3 separate regions of the Mus musculus genome follow, and all the other regions are linked to region 1. Evidence: chromatin contacts called from public ChIA-PET and Micro-C data. All regions are on one chromosome and are shown on one strand. The core of a region is the stretch at or near the end of the contact, and the rest is flanking DNA. Distances in the headings are between cores, read along the strand shown.

Region 1 (4,576 bases), core at 1,229-3,728:
TTGCTTGCAACATCTGTGGCTGCAGCTGTGGGGATGCTGGGGATAGGGGAGTTATCTTTGAGTTAAGGTTGCTGTACAGGGTCAGCAGCTCACACATCCGTGCTCCCCAGAGCCATGAAGGCTCTACTTTTGTTACCCCCTTTGCTGGACTGTGCTGTGATCTTTCACTCCATCTCTAGAGCTGGAGATGAATTATCCCAGCATCATTTTAAACACCCCTGTCCCAGGACTGACCTTAACTATCACATGGCACAGTGTGGGTGAGGTAGAGGTGACCACAGTGACAAAGCCATTCTGAAATCTCTAAACCTTTAGGAAAGAGAACGGGTTTGATCTGTTGAACTGTGCTCCATGCCTGTGCCACACAGATTCACTACTGTCACGGATGTTGGCTAATTTAGTCCTGATGGACATCTCAGAACAACACTGTCCTCTGGACTGGGGGTAGGGGTGGGGTGGTTCAGTGGATAAGGCCTTCTTATGCAAGTATGAGGACTAAGAGTTAAGATCCCCAACATCAACTTAAAAGCCAGGTGAATGTGCTGACCCATCTATGGTAGAGGGCAGGAGGCCCTTGTGCTCACAGGTAAACATTGGAGAAAGCAGGAATGTTAAACACATAGGAAAGTCACCTCGATGGAAGAACTAAAATACCCACTTTCTGATCAGAAAGCTGGGAGTGGGTGCTATTAATGACTCTTTGTTATCTGCAGCGCCAGGTCTCCCCAGGTTTATACCAGATTTTCCCTCTTTATATTGCTACCTTTAGCTCCAAGTAGTTGCTAATTTGGGGGAGACAGGATTCAATGCAGGACCCATAACTTCTTGCTTCTCTAGTTAGCTGGAGAAAGGGGATAGAGGCTGTTTCCCAGTCACTGGGAGAGAGTGAATTCCCAGCGAAACCACTTGACTGGACTCTTGCTGGGCAGGGGATGGTGATTAGGGTAGAGAGAGGGCAATGTGAGTTTCTCAGTATGGCTGGGAAGTGAGAATCTTTTTTTTTTTTTTGCATATCTTCTTTTGAGAGGGGTCTAAAAGATACTGAGGGAGCCAGGAAGTGTATGGTGCTGGAGGAGATGTGGACTAACTTTGCTGGGTTTAGAAATGGCCTTTGGCTTCCTTTCCTAATTTAATGTTTTATGTACGAACCTTCTCATGAGCTAAAGTATCATTTCAGTAGATAGCATGAAATGTACTGATATAAATCACATAGCTTATATAGGCAGATGCCCGTGTAGGCAGTATACTGACAAAGAACTCATGCCATGAAGTACCCAAGGGGTGCCCTAGTGTGAGGTTGTTTCACGCATGGGACCCCTGCAGTGCTGGGAAGGGTCTTAGGTTTGGTTTCATCTTCTGTGTCTTGAAACATCTGAACAAGGAGTCCTGGTTTTTGTTTGTTTGTTTTTACTTTTCATCAAGCCCACACAATCCACACCCTCTTCTTTCCATTCAGGATGCCATTCAAGTTCTTCCTCAGGAAAGCTTCCTTTGACTCTTCCCCTACTTTGTTGGGACTGTACCTCAGTTCCTGTGGGAGTCAGAGTAGGCAGACTACCACCCAGAGCTTGGGGCAATCATTGCACCTGGCCTTGCTCAGCTCTTGTTTTTCCTCAAATGGAAGCTTAGTCCCGCTGGGCTACAAACTCACTGGCTTTTTACTGGAAAAAATCGTATAGCTCAGTGCTCCAACGAAAGACTTTGCAATGATTTGCACACATGCTATAGCTTTCCTTCTAACCTGTGAGTTCCTTTATTTATCTTGATGTCCCAAGACAATACTCAAAACTCAGGGTTCCTGTCAATGGGTGATTCGACAGGTGCTAGCTGGCCTTTTCTTTTTGTCTGTCTCTGACCAGGTGACTTTGGTCAATCCCAGGATTCTAGACTATTAGAGAGCAGTCTGCGAATCCATGTGGTCCAATCCATCTTTGAGTGACAGAGACTTAGAGAGTTTTAGTATTTCCCTCAAGAGTCGAGGGCTCAGCAGGAAGGGAGTAGAGGACCTTTGGTCGGGAGCCACTCACTCTCCCTTCCTCTCTGCAGGTGCAGCTTCCTCCTGTGAGTTGTAGAGGGGAGGCAGCCCTTGTCCATCCTGGAACAGCCAAATGGATTCTCCTTGAGACCAGCAGTCCATTAGCCCCATTTCTTCCGGCTTCCTCTGTGGAATGGCTCCCAGGGGCCTGCCTGAGAAGCTCCAGGACCTAGCTGCCTGTCAGCCACTTTATTAAACTTGTTTCCAGATGTCTCCACCTCAGATTGAAGAGGCAGGAAGAGGGTGAGGGCTGGAGTTTGTCCCCTAAATGAAGTTGGTTAGATTGGTAATAAATAATATTTGGTGCTGATGGAACAGGTGGTCGGGGAAGATGGGGAAGGGAGAGGGGGAAACACAGACCACATCCTTCATGAGACCATGCGTGAGCATGAGATGTGAAATGGATGGACAGAGTAGAACATCTGGGGGCAAGAGATAAGGGATGTATGGCAAGGTGTAGATAAGGCAGAGATGGGGAAGACCAGACAGTTGTGACTTTACAGGAGAGCAAGTCAAGGAAGCAGAAAAGGGGAGACTCCTTTCTTGCCTTTTCCAAATGCTCAGAGTCTCTGACAATCTGAAACAAGCTCTGGCATGTAGCAATCCCACCTCTGTTTTCGACATTACATAGTTTCCTTTCTTATTTCTTTTTTCTTCTCTGTATCAAACCTCTCTCCCCTTTCTCTTATAATGACATTGGATCTAGGCCCCTATTGGGTTTTGGATGCACTCTGTTATGCCCTTGGGCTGCCATGTAAAAAGTATTGCAGAGTCCCCAAAGAGGCTTTGAAGACTTGACTTCCAAAGGCCCTTGATTTTACTTTTGCCATATTCCCTGGGCCAAGTCTCTAAGGTCAGCGTAGATTCTAAAGAGTGGGAGCTGGATCTACCCCTCAACTGCGATCAGCTATTGTGGACGGTAAGGTCCTTTCCAGCCAAAGCTTTATTTCCAAAATCTGTTAGGATCTTTTAAATTGCATTGATTGGTTGATTAATTAGTTAACTAATTAATTAAGGTACCCTGGGGATGGAAGTCAGGGCCTTATGCATTCTGGGTAACATTTATACCACCGAAGCACAGTGTTAGTTGATGCCTCTTTATGCTGTGAATCTGGAGACCTTTCCTGCTCTGTGAAGAGTTCAAGACTACCAGCCTCCACTGTGCTGGCTCCTGCCTGGGCTTCTGGCCACTTTGCCTCCCATGCCAATATGCCTTCCTTGATCTGTACCTCTAGAGACAGGATTCCAGACTCTGAAGACTGTCCGGCACCCAGACACAGGGCAGAAAAATGGAATCCTACTGAGGTACAAGCCAGAAGGGACCCATCCCTGGAAGTGTATCTTGTTTAAGCTAGCAGCAACTATGAGAACATTACATGTATACTGGGTCTTACTTGAAAAGCTTTGTATGTACCAACTCATTAGATAATTCTAGCAATTCTGTGATAAAAGTATTATAGTTATACCCATTTTATAAAGAAGAAAACTGAGGCATGGAGAAGTTAAAGTTTAGCTCAGAAACTAAAAAAAAGTTAAGTAACTCACCTAGGTTCATAGTGCTGTAAAAGAGGAATCTACTATTCTGTTCAAATCCAGTTGAAGTGTGTGGTGAGAACCAGGTATAAGATCTGGGAGATGTGTGTATAATAAGACATTTACCATACATTCATGAAGATCTGAGTTTGGATCCTCTGAACCCATAACTGGAATAGGAAGGACTCTGGGGCTTGCTGGCTAGAAAGTCTAGTTTCTAACTCTGTAACACTGCAAGCCTTGTGATCTTTTGTCAGTGGAGGAAGGCTCAAAAGCCTGTGTCTACGACTCTTAAATTGGCTAACTTTTTGTAGGAGACCAAATGCTTCCTTTGTAAGTTCATAGATTTCCATGTTAAGCTAGCCTCACTATCAACTATCTCTGTGTCAAGGAGACTCTTTATTTCCATCGGTGCTCTGGAACTCACAGGGGAATGAAGCACAATGTAAAATTTGGCTACATTCAAACTATGGGATTATAATCTTGGGTTATAATCTTCAGGCAAATGAATATGCTGAAGAGCCAGGAAGTGTGGAAGTCTTTAATATGGAAATCTGATCTCTGAATTTTCAGAGTCAGCAGGGACTGGAAGTCATACAAATGCCAGACTTTCCAAGGGAGAAAGTAAGGGTGGGGTGACTTCTGTGGGATTCTCTTGGTGACCTCTCTGCTCCTAACCCATTCTGTGAGCACTTTGTATTTATCCTTTTAAACTGATTTTCTTCGGCGAAGGGACAGAAATCCCCCAGAGAAGAATAGCAGAGACCATCCATCTAGATGGGATGGTTGAGGCTGCCTTGGCAGGGCAAACAGACATCATGAGCCTGGCATCATGTAGGATCCATTTATGGCCCTCTGGCCATCTCCTCCTCCTCCTCCTGGGATGGCAGATGGCCTGTGTTTTTAATAATTAAGAAAAAAAAAGTAGGAGGGAAATCAGGCTCAGTAGGAGAAATTTGGAACCATCCAGGCAGCACAATTGAGTTGTGAAGTTGTTTGGAAAGTGCA
Region 2 (4,437 bases), core at 1,845-4,344, 71 kb before region 1:
TGTGTCTTGTCTGTCTATTTCACCAAGTCTGGCTTATTTTGCCTAACATAATGATCTCCAGTTCCATCCATTTTCCTGTAAATGTCAAATTCCCATCCATTTTCAGCCAAATAAAATTCTACTATGTATACACGCACCATATTTTCCTTCCATATGTATTTGTGGATGGACATCTGTGGTCCTGAGTCCTCTGCTTCCTCCCTCTCAGGGTGTCCAGACATGGCACTAGAAGGATGAAGCAGAGTCTGGAATGGATGGAGTCCTGCAGGATCCTGGTCCAGCTAGGAGTGAGTGCCAGGGGCAGGGAGAAAGCCACTGAAGATTTCAGTGTTACAGCTCTTGAAGATGAAAGCCTTCCCCAACGGTCTTTAATGAAACAGCTTTTGGAGACAATCTTAGTTTGTGTGCATACCTTTATTCACAGTGGGCTTATACATATACTGTTTATTTCATGTGAAACTGGGATGTATATGGACCTTGAAGAGTGAGAAGGAGTTTTCAGGGTGAATGAAGATCATTGGCTGGAGTTTAAAGTTCTGTGTATGAAGAGGCATTCCAGGAATCTCAAATACTTGCTGGGTGAGTTCTTATCAGGGGAGAAGAGGAAGGGGAAAAGAGGAGGTTGAATTCGTAACATAGGACTGCCAGAGGACTAGTTGACCTTCTTCAAGTAGAGGATATGGAGGTTCAGCCTTGCCAGACAAGGTCAGAGGTGGGGGAGTCCTGGCTAGGTAAAGGGAGTCCTCCATTTTGCATTGAGCTCAGAGATGCTATCAGTCATGGTAGTGTCCATGTGTTGGCTGTTGTAGGGCAACAGTCAGCACAGGTGTATAAGTGTTTTCTCTGTTGTGTGCTACCTCAGAGTCCTTTAGGTATAGGAGTGGTATGGCTAGACCATGTGCTCTGTTTTTAGTTTTCTGGGGAACCTCTATACTTAGTTCATGGATTCTACTCTACACCTCCTAGGTACATGGCGCCAAGAGAAGGGGAAAAGGATAATGGCTCTAGTTGAATGCTTATCCTGACTTAGGCATAATAGGTATCACTTTAGGTTCAGGGAAGTAAAATCATTAAGACTGATATTTTCAATAGATCTGCTGTTAGAGGCAAACACCGACTGAGAGACAGATGGCAAGTAGCTGACATGTATTTTTTTTAATTAGGTATTTTCCTCGTTTACATTTTCAATGCTATCCCAAAGGTCCCCCATACCCACCCCCCACCCCCAATCCCCTACCCACCCACTCCCCCTTTTTGGCCCTGGCGTTCCCCTGTACTGGGGCATATAAAGTTTGCAAGTCCAATGGGCCTCTCTTTGCAGTGATGGCCGACTAGGCCATCTTTTGATACATATGCAGCTAAAGACAAGAGCTCCCGGGTACTGGTTAGTTCATAATGTTGTTCCTCCTATAGGGTTGCAGATCCCTTTAGCTCCTTGGGTAATTTCTCTAGCTCCTCCATTGGGGGCCGTGTGACCCATCCAATAGCTGACTGTGATCATTCACTTCTGTGTTTGCTAGGCCCCGGCATAGTCTCACAAGAGACAGCTATATCTGGGTCCTTTCAGCAAAATCTTGCTAGTGTATGCAATGGTGACTGACATGTATTTTGTGGAATGGATTTATCCTTGAGTGCCATCTGCTTGTGGGGAGGGATGGATGTCAATTGCTATGTCTGGTTCTAAATTGTACTGTGCTGTCTGCTGCTGGAGTAAGCTGTATGTGGATGCTTCGAGAAGGCTACCGGAGACACCATGTTGTTCTAGAGTGCATGTCCCAGTGGGGATAAGATGTGGAAGACAAGGCTCCAAAGGAGGCATAAATATTCAGGGTCTGGTGATAGACTCTCTGGTGAACTCAGAAATGTTTCTTTCTCATTTTCTGATGGTTCTAAGCCTTAACAGTATCAAAATGAAGACTAAGAGTTTCTTTGGAGTTCCCTTTTTGATACTTAAAAAATGTTTTTTGTAGTCTTTCTCATTTTGAACTAATTCCTTTCTTATAGGGCGAAAAATGAGATCAGATAAACAATTTATACCAATGAAGTTGATTTATAACACTCTAAAAGGCTTCTATTGGAAAGGAAAGGAAGGTGGAGATTTTTTTAGTTGTTGGGTTAGGCCAGAAACCAGCAAACACACACACACACACACACAAGCACAAAGCAACCATTTTTGCTTTATGAGTCATATAATCTGTGTTCTTTCTTTGTAGTGCTTGAGTTTGAACCCAGATCCCAAGGCATGCTGGGCAAGGGCTCTCACCTGGAGTGACAACTCCCATGCAGTCTTAGTGGCAGGAGCTTAGTCTTGCACTACATTTTAAGAGTGGCTGCAAATGTTTCTAGTATGTGAATGGCTATGTGCCCCCCCCTAGCCTTTGTTCATGAGTGCAAAATTGAATTTCGTGTTTATTTATGATGAAATATTATTTTTCTTTGCCTAATCATTATTTTCCAAACCATTGAAAATTATGGAAAAGAGTCTTAGCTCATGGATTATAAGGGAAAAACTCAGGATTGAGGTTTTTTTTTTTTTTTTTTTCTTTTTTTTTTTCACATATTAACTCTTGTTTTCCCATCATCTCTTTCCTCAAAATGGAAGATGACTTGCTCCGTGTCTGGGAACATTGTTCTGCTTGGAGTTCCTTGCGTAGTCCCACAGTCCATCCCTTCAGTCACACCCGATTGTGCTGGGGTTGACAAGCGAGCAAGAGTACCCACTGCAGAGTAACTTGCGTTGCTCTGGCCTTGCCTGAAGAATTTGATGACAGAGTTAGGATTTAGATCCCAGTCTGCTTTCCTGAGCAAGGGTCTCTTAGTCTTGGAGGTTTGGTTTCCTGGCCTTGTTGATTTGTGCTGTCTTATCCCAGGTGACTTTGGTTGTCAGTTATGTAGGGGGTTGGAGTGGTGGGGGGTAGAGGTAGGAATGGAGTGGCATGCTTGGAGTGATTGTTCTGAGGTCATTTTAGTGTTATGAATTCCCAGCTGAGAGACCAGCCAAAAATTAAAAAAGAAAATAGCAGAGAACCCAAGACCTTAGTGCTCAGTGTATTCTGGTACCACATTCCAGTGGGATTCTGGGATGCTTGTCAACAGCCGTGGCTGCTCTTGGACTTTCCCATGGCCTATTCCGGGACAACCACACATCTGCAGATGCTCCCTCAGGACCGGGTCATGGCAAAGGCCCATTTCAACAGCAGCTACTGTTGCTCCCAAGGCCAGAGGTCAGTGCTCCTGTGGCCTCTGGCAGCAACCCCTTCCAGATACCACCCACTCCCTAGCAGGTGAATGGCAGTCCCTGAGAGTTCTTCCTCGGAGATGGGAGAAGTCCCCCCCACCCCCCACGCTCCTATCCCCCGGAGGTATGGAAGCAACAGATACAGCTTTGTGGAAGCACACTGGAACCCATGCAGGGGGTGGGAAGTTACTCCCATGATCCAAAGGGGCATTTTTTGTTGCATGCTATAGGGTAGGGCTGAAGAAATGAGCCTGGAGAGGAGAAGGCAGACAAGCAAGGAAGTCATGACTTTCATCTGATGTACAAGGGTGAAGGAGAAAGGATATTTCAGAGGAAAAATGAAACTATTCCCAAACTTACTGGCTTTTAACAGAAATCATTTTTTTTCACACTCTGGTACCTTGAGGGGTAATGTTATTCACTTTTGACTTCAATAAATACCTAAGAAAACCACGTAAAAGGAGGGCAGTTTTACTTTCATTTCAGATTTTAGAGGTGGTAGATAGTCCATGGGGTTCCTTCACTGTGGGCCCGCCCATGCATACTGAGATAAAGCAGCATCGATGAGGAGACATGGTGGAGCCAGGTGGCTCACTCTAGATAAACAGAGGGCAGACAGGCAGGCAATTAGGAAGACCGACAGATGCATAGACAGACAGAAAGTGCTTGAAGACAAGATCTATTCTTGGAAAGCATGCCCCTAGTGATTTATTTTGATCACCTGGGCTGAAACCCCTAATACAGCCCATTCAGCTACGAGTTCATCAGTGGATTAATTTACTGATGAGGCAAATGTCCCTATGATATAACAGTAACACAACAATTGGGGATTGTTTCAACATATGAGCCTCTGGGGGATGTTTCTTATCCAAACTATAATCCTTAGGCTCTTCTGGGTGCTGTTCCTCACTGGGACTCACTTGTTCCATTGTGTTTCTATAGATCTTGGGGATGCAGTCATCTGAAGGCTCAACTTGGCTTAACATTCAAGACAGTTCCTTATCCCGCATGCCTGGGCCTTGCAATGGCTATCAGTTTCCTCTCCCCCCTGTGGCTGTTCCAAATGGCTAACTCGGGTTTCCCTACAATGTAGAGGGCTCAGGAGAGTTGATCTTGTTAGGAGTCTGGATTTCTTTAGAGGAAGTGAGGAAGACATGGCTTATCCTTTTCAAGACTAAATCTAGACTGTTCTAGAGTAT
Region 3 (4,482 bases), core at 103-2,602, 120 kb before region 1:
GGACGCACAAAGGTTACTCCCCTGAGGCCAACACCATCTTCCAGTGCCTGTCTTGGCTCCCTGCCACAGTGCCTCAGACTTTACAAATGTTTAAGGGGCAACTATGTTCTCCCTGGCTCCCAGCAGGGACTTCCATAGGAAGGCCTGACTGCTCTGCAGGTTAGAGGGCTCTGAGAAAAATCCTTTAAGAGGGTGTTTAGAGTTTTTTTCAGAGAGCTGTGGGTCTGGGGATTAGGACTCCTCACCATGGGAGCCTTTGGTATGGAGACCCTCAGTAGATGTGGACAGGAGCACAAGTTGGGTGAGTAAGGAGAATGTCACAGACTGATGCACACACGTCCATCCCTAAATGATGAGTTCTGCTTGGTGCCAAGGCTTCATCTCAAGAGTCCTGCCTGCTTGTCTGGCTGCAAAGAGTTCAACTGAACTATCCTCATCACCAGCCTGCTTTAGACACCAGCTGCATTCATCCGTCAGGATAAAGGAGGCCAAGGTCTAGCCTTGGGCTTACAGGTCTCCCACCAGTAGCTACATGCCATCAGTAGGCTTTTCCTATTTCCTTCCATCTTGGACCTGTGGTCTCTCCCTACCCTCCTTATCCCAGATGATGAAGGTTTTTGCTCAGTGACTGGCACTACTGTTTGTACAGGAATTTCCCCCCGAACCAGGCTTATTATTGCTATTGTTCTTGTTGCTGTTGAGACAGACTTTCGCTGCATAAACACAGATGGTCCCTTAAGCACTGAGACTGCAAGCGTGTGCCACTGAACCCAGCAAAGGAAAGTGTTCACCTATGGCATGGGTCTGGCTTCCTCAGTCTAGAGTATCTCTAAGCAAGCACTTTCTTTTTTTATTTCTGCAGTTCTATGGATGGAACCCCAGGCCTAGTGCATGGTGCACAGCCATGTTGCCACTGAGTCACATCCCCAGTCCTCAGGGCACAAAGATAATGGGGTGGAGCATGAAGGGCCGTGGTTATAAGGTCTGTGGCATCAGAATCACCTCTATCTCAGGGTCCTTGGATGCTTCTGGATAATCTGTGAAGTATCTGTTAATTTCTTTAGAAGACTTGGGGAAAAAATTCCAAGACTATCTAGAGAAATAAGGACAATTTAACTTTATCCTCAGTGCCAAGAAAAAGATATGCCAAGTGAGGATGAGCCTACAGACAGCCATGGGCACTCCCTGCCTAGCCTTAAGCTCTCAGAGGGTGCCCCAGTACTGTGTCTGGACGGTGGCTTTAGTTCTTGCCCAATGTGCTTCTGGAAAACACTGCCGGTGATAACACCTTTAGAGTCATGGAGAGTTTTAGATGGCACCGCAAAGATGCTCAGTTAGGATAGGGGAGTCTAAAAATAGTTCCCAGAGAGGGCTCCTGAGGCCATCTCCCGTTTTTCCTGTCTGTGTTGGACAGAGCAGCTGAGTACAGTCATCCTCATGGAACAGGAGCGAAGATGCTGTGTGGTGACCTGGGAAAGGGTCCAGAGACTGGACCTAGAGGTGATGCAATGGCTGAAAGATAGAGCTGGAGGCCAGGTCAATCGAAGGGATGAAGTGCCCCATGGGGAGCAGGGGTGAGGGGGCGCAGTGCCCCATGGGGAGCAGGGGTGAGGGGGCGCAGTGCCCCATGGGGAGCAGGGTGAGGGAAAAGCCAGCAATGGTAATGGCATGAAAGCACCTTCTGTGGCTGTTCTCTCACCCTGGAGAGGATAAAGAGTGAAGGCTGCACTTTGGCTGTGCTCTTGGGACCAGACCATGACTTCCCGCGTGCCAACCTCCCAGAATGGACAGCTAGGCTTCAGATGGTCGGTTGGGACCTTGGCCCTATGTGGGTTTGAGGGAGGAAGATTGACAGCCACTGCTGCGAGCAGATCACAAAGCCCTCAGAACCCGGAAGAATGACTCATGAGACAGCTGGCTCTGGGGACAGTTCATAGCAGGTGGAGGCCTGCTTAGGTTCCATCAATCACCCACTGTTATACCGGGTCATGAAAGAAGGGACGAGGCAGGCTGGGTGGGTAGCAAAGGCCTTCTATAGAGGAAAGGACTACTTAATTCTATTCATGGACTCAGCAGCTTTGCATGGGTAGAATATTCCCCTGGTTTTAGGGATTAATAACTAGGAAAAAACCAGGCAAAAAGAGATTGACCTACCTTGGCATGTTTTTTAGTGTAGAGGTTTTTGGGACTTGAACCTGAGTGTCTATGGGGTCTAACTCCCCATAGTTGGGAGGGAAATGTGCAAAATTACAGTTAGTTGGTTTTGTCTGTCAACTGTCCTCAGTGAAAGCCAGAGACCATCCTCAGATCGCTGTCCTGGGCAATTTTTGTCAACTTGATATAAGTTAGAGTTAACTTGGGAAAATATCTCTGTCGGATTGCCTGTAGGTAAGTCAGTAGGGAGTCTTCTTGATGAATGATTGATGTGAGAGGGGGCTATGCCACCCCTGGGCAGGTATTCTCTGGTGCTATAAGAGAGCAGACTTAGCAAGCCTTGAGGAATAGCCAGTGAACAGCACCCCTCTATGGTTTCTTTTTTAGCTTGTCTCCAGATTTCTGCCTTGAATTCCTGCCTTGGCTTCCCTTTACGATGGGCTGTAACCTGTATGTCAAATAGCCAAATAAACTCCTCCCTCCCCAAGTTGCTTTTGGTCCTTGTTTTATCACAGCAATAGAAACCAAATTAGGGCACTCACACTGGCCACTGACTCTTGCAGTCTCTTGGTTGAGGGAAAGCCAGTGGAGGTGTTGATCCTGCCCATGGCACAGCCTTAAGAGGGTCTGATTTGGAGCATCCCTGATTTGTAGTCTCTCCTTGACTTAGAGCAGAAAGATGTATACCCCAAGCCCAGATTTTCACTGGGTATCTGGTTGCCCCAGCCTGGAATCTGAGCCGGTCCATTTTTCCACTGGTGAATTAGCAGAACAGTCCAGGCTGGCAAGGGAGCTCCTCTGACAAGTCTGTGAATGAGCTCAGAGGAGCAAGTGCTGGGCTCAGGTGAGCCGCACAGGGGTGGGGCGTGGGGAGGAGCCTGCAGGCTAGAAACTGACCTCCTCTTGTCTGGCTGCCCCCTTCTCAGCCCTCTCTGCTTGGGAACCTGCAAGGAGGCTGCTCTCCTTTCCCTGACTGCCGAACGGTGGGAATTTGCTTCAGTGGTAGATTATATTTTCCCGAGATGGTTTGAATTACCTCCCCGTCCTTTCACTTAATTAGGCCGAGGCTGGTGTTTATTGTGTCCAGCCGGCCTTCCTGCATGAATAAATAGTAACATGTTTGTTTTCTTTCAGGTGGGGTTCAGTTTTAAAGAGGTGGATTGGCAAAAAGAGGAGAGGGGGGAGGGAATTGTGAAGTCATGGGATGAGAGGTTAGAGGCAAAGGTTTGCCTCCCTGAGCCACCTCAGCAACTCTTTCTTCTCCATGTCGTACAATGTATTCAGAACCCCTCCATTCTCACGTGTCCCTAGCTGGTGTCTGTCTGCCTGTCTGTCTGTTCTTTGTTTCTTGAACTTCTCCTGGGAATCCAGGCACTTCCTGCTTCCCCACTGCTTGCCTAACTTCGTACCTGCTCATTTTACTGTTCTTTCCCACCAAAGCCTTCATCCCCCTGCCCTGTTCTCTAACTCTTGGCTACCCCAAGCAACAGGGACCTTGGATAAATAAACCACAGTTCAGTCTTGCCATAAAATACTATGCAGCCAAGAAAAAAGAAAGAACCCAGAGATCTTAAGAGTTGCCTTCCAAGAGACACGATAAAAAGTAAGCAAAATAAACTACTTGGACTTCTAAAAAGGTTTTTAAACCCATGTACACAGCATTTCTGGAGACATCTGAAAGATCTCTGAATAATGGTTGTTTCTAGAGAAAGCAAGTGGAGGCTGGGTTTAGAGAGAGATCTACACTTACATGTTTTAAACATTTACATTACTCTCCCTCTCTCTCTGTTATTGTGACAGACATGCATATGAAGGTCAAAGGACAACTTCTGGGAATTTGTTGTCTCCTTCTACCATGTTGGTTCTGGCCCAGGTTTTCAGACTTGATAGTGAGATAGATGAACCCTTGGTTCATCTCATTGATCCTTTATATATTGACTTTTTATAGTATATTTTTGTTGCTATTTGTAATTTTAAATTGTTATAGATATATACCACTTTGTAACCAAGGCTGATTTATAAGGTGAAAATGTGAGCTTTGAAGATATGCTATGAGCCAGTGCATGCTTAGTTAACTCTATGGTGAAGCAGTGATCGAGAGCTGGCTTGGAGGATTCAACTTCACGTTATAGTCCCACCAAACAGCCAGGGCACAACTCTTGGCAATTGACTTCATCTTTCTAAACCTCAGTTTCCCCAGCTGTGAAATGGGATGGGAACAACTGCTATTCTCTGAGACACGTGAAACTTATACTTTGCCATGAAGACTGTTGCATAAGAATGTCACTAAACAGACTTACTGTGACGTCTCCACAAAACACTGCAAGA

The links. ChIA-PET counts read pairs in DNA pulled down with a chosen protein or histone mark. Hi-C and Micro-C count contacts between places; a contact is called where the count stands out from the background.
Region 2: a contact with region 1 is called in an SMC1A ChIA-PET map of the G1E-ER4 cell line, with 32 read pairs. The contact joins two enhancer-like sites. A contact is called at or near these places in 3 of 39 promoter capture datasets (3T3-L1-derived adipocytes, maxillary cranial neural crest and second pharyngeal arch cranial neural crest), 1 of 15 datasets of contacts at CTCF or cohesin (the G1E-ER4 cell line), 2 of 484 Hi-C or Micro-C datasets (brain and cerebellar granule neurons), 1 of 115 datasets of contacts at active chromatin or transcription factors (embryonic stem cells) and 2 of 9 other capture datasets (adipose tissue and liver).
Region 3: a contact with region 1 is called in a Micro-C map of the G1E-ER4 cell line, with 4 times the contacts expected there. The contact joins two enhancer-like sites. A contact is called at or near these places in 5 of 484 Hi-C or Micro-C datasets (the G1E-ER4 cell line, cerebellum, cerebral cortex and 2 more) and 3 of 115 datasets of contacts at active chromatin or transcription factors (all in embryonic stem cells).

Annotation. Positions count from the first base shown.
Region 1 is chr1:73,070,288-73,074,863 of GRCm38.p6, forward strand. No RefSeq gene overlaps it. Among named protein-coding and RNA genes, the nearest start is that of 1700027A15Rik, 57 kb to the left of the region's middle. Within about 2 kb of position 2,479, at least 7 of the 459 cell types and tissues checked have an H3K27ac peak or open chromatin away from gene starts, as enhancers often do. A contact at or near this core is called in the G1E-ER4 cell line, where this site is marked.
Region 2 is chr1:72,999,012-73,003,448 of GRCm38.p6, forward strand. All of the region lies in intron 1 of Gm31137 (a long non-coding RNA gene), which reads left to right. Among named protein-coding and RNA genes, the nearest start is that of Tnp1, 15 kb to the right of the region's middle. Within about 2 kb of position 3,095, at least 5 of the 459 cell types and tissues checked have an H3K27ac peak or open chromatin away from gene starts, as enhancers often do. A contact at or near this core is called in the G1E-ER4 cell line, where this site is marked.
Region 3 is chr1:72,950,104-72,954,585 of GRCm38.p6, forward strand. It overlaps Gm31047 (a long non-coding RNA gene), which reads left to right. Exons shown (of 5, transcript XR_001778985.2): 5 at 1-2,641. Among named protein-coding and RNA genes, the nearest start is that of Gm31047, 13 kb to the left of the region's middle. Within about 2 kb of position 1,353, at least 25 of the 459 cell types and tissues checked have an H3K27ac peak or open chromatin away from gene starts, as enhancers often do. A contact at or near this core is called in the G1E-ER4 cell line, where this site is marked.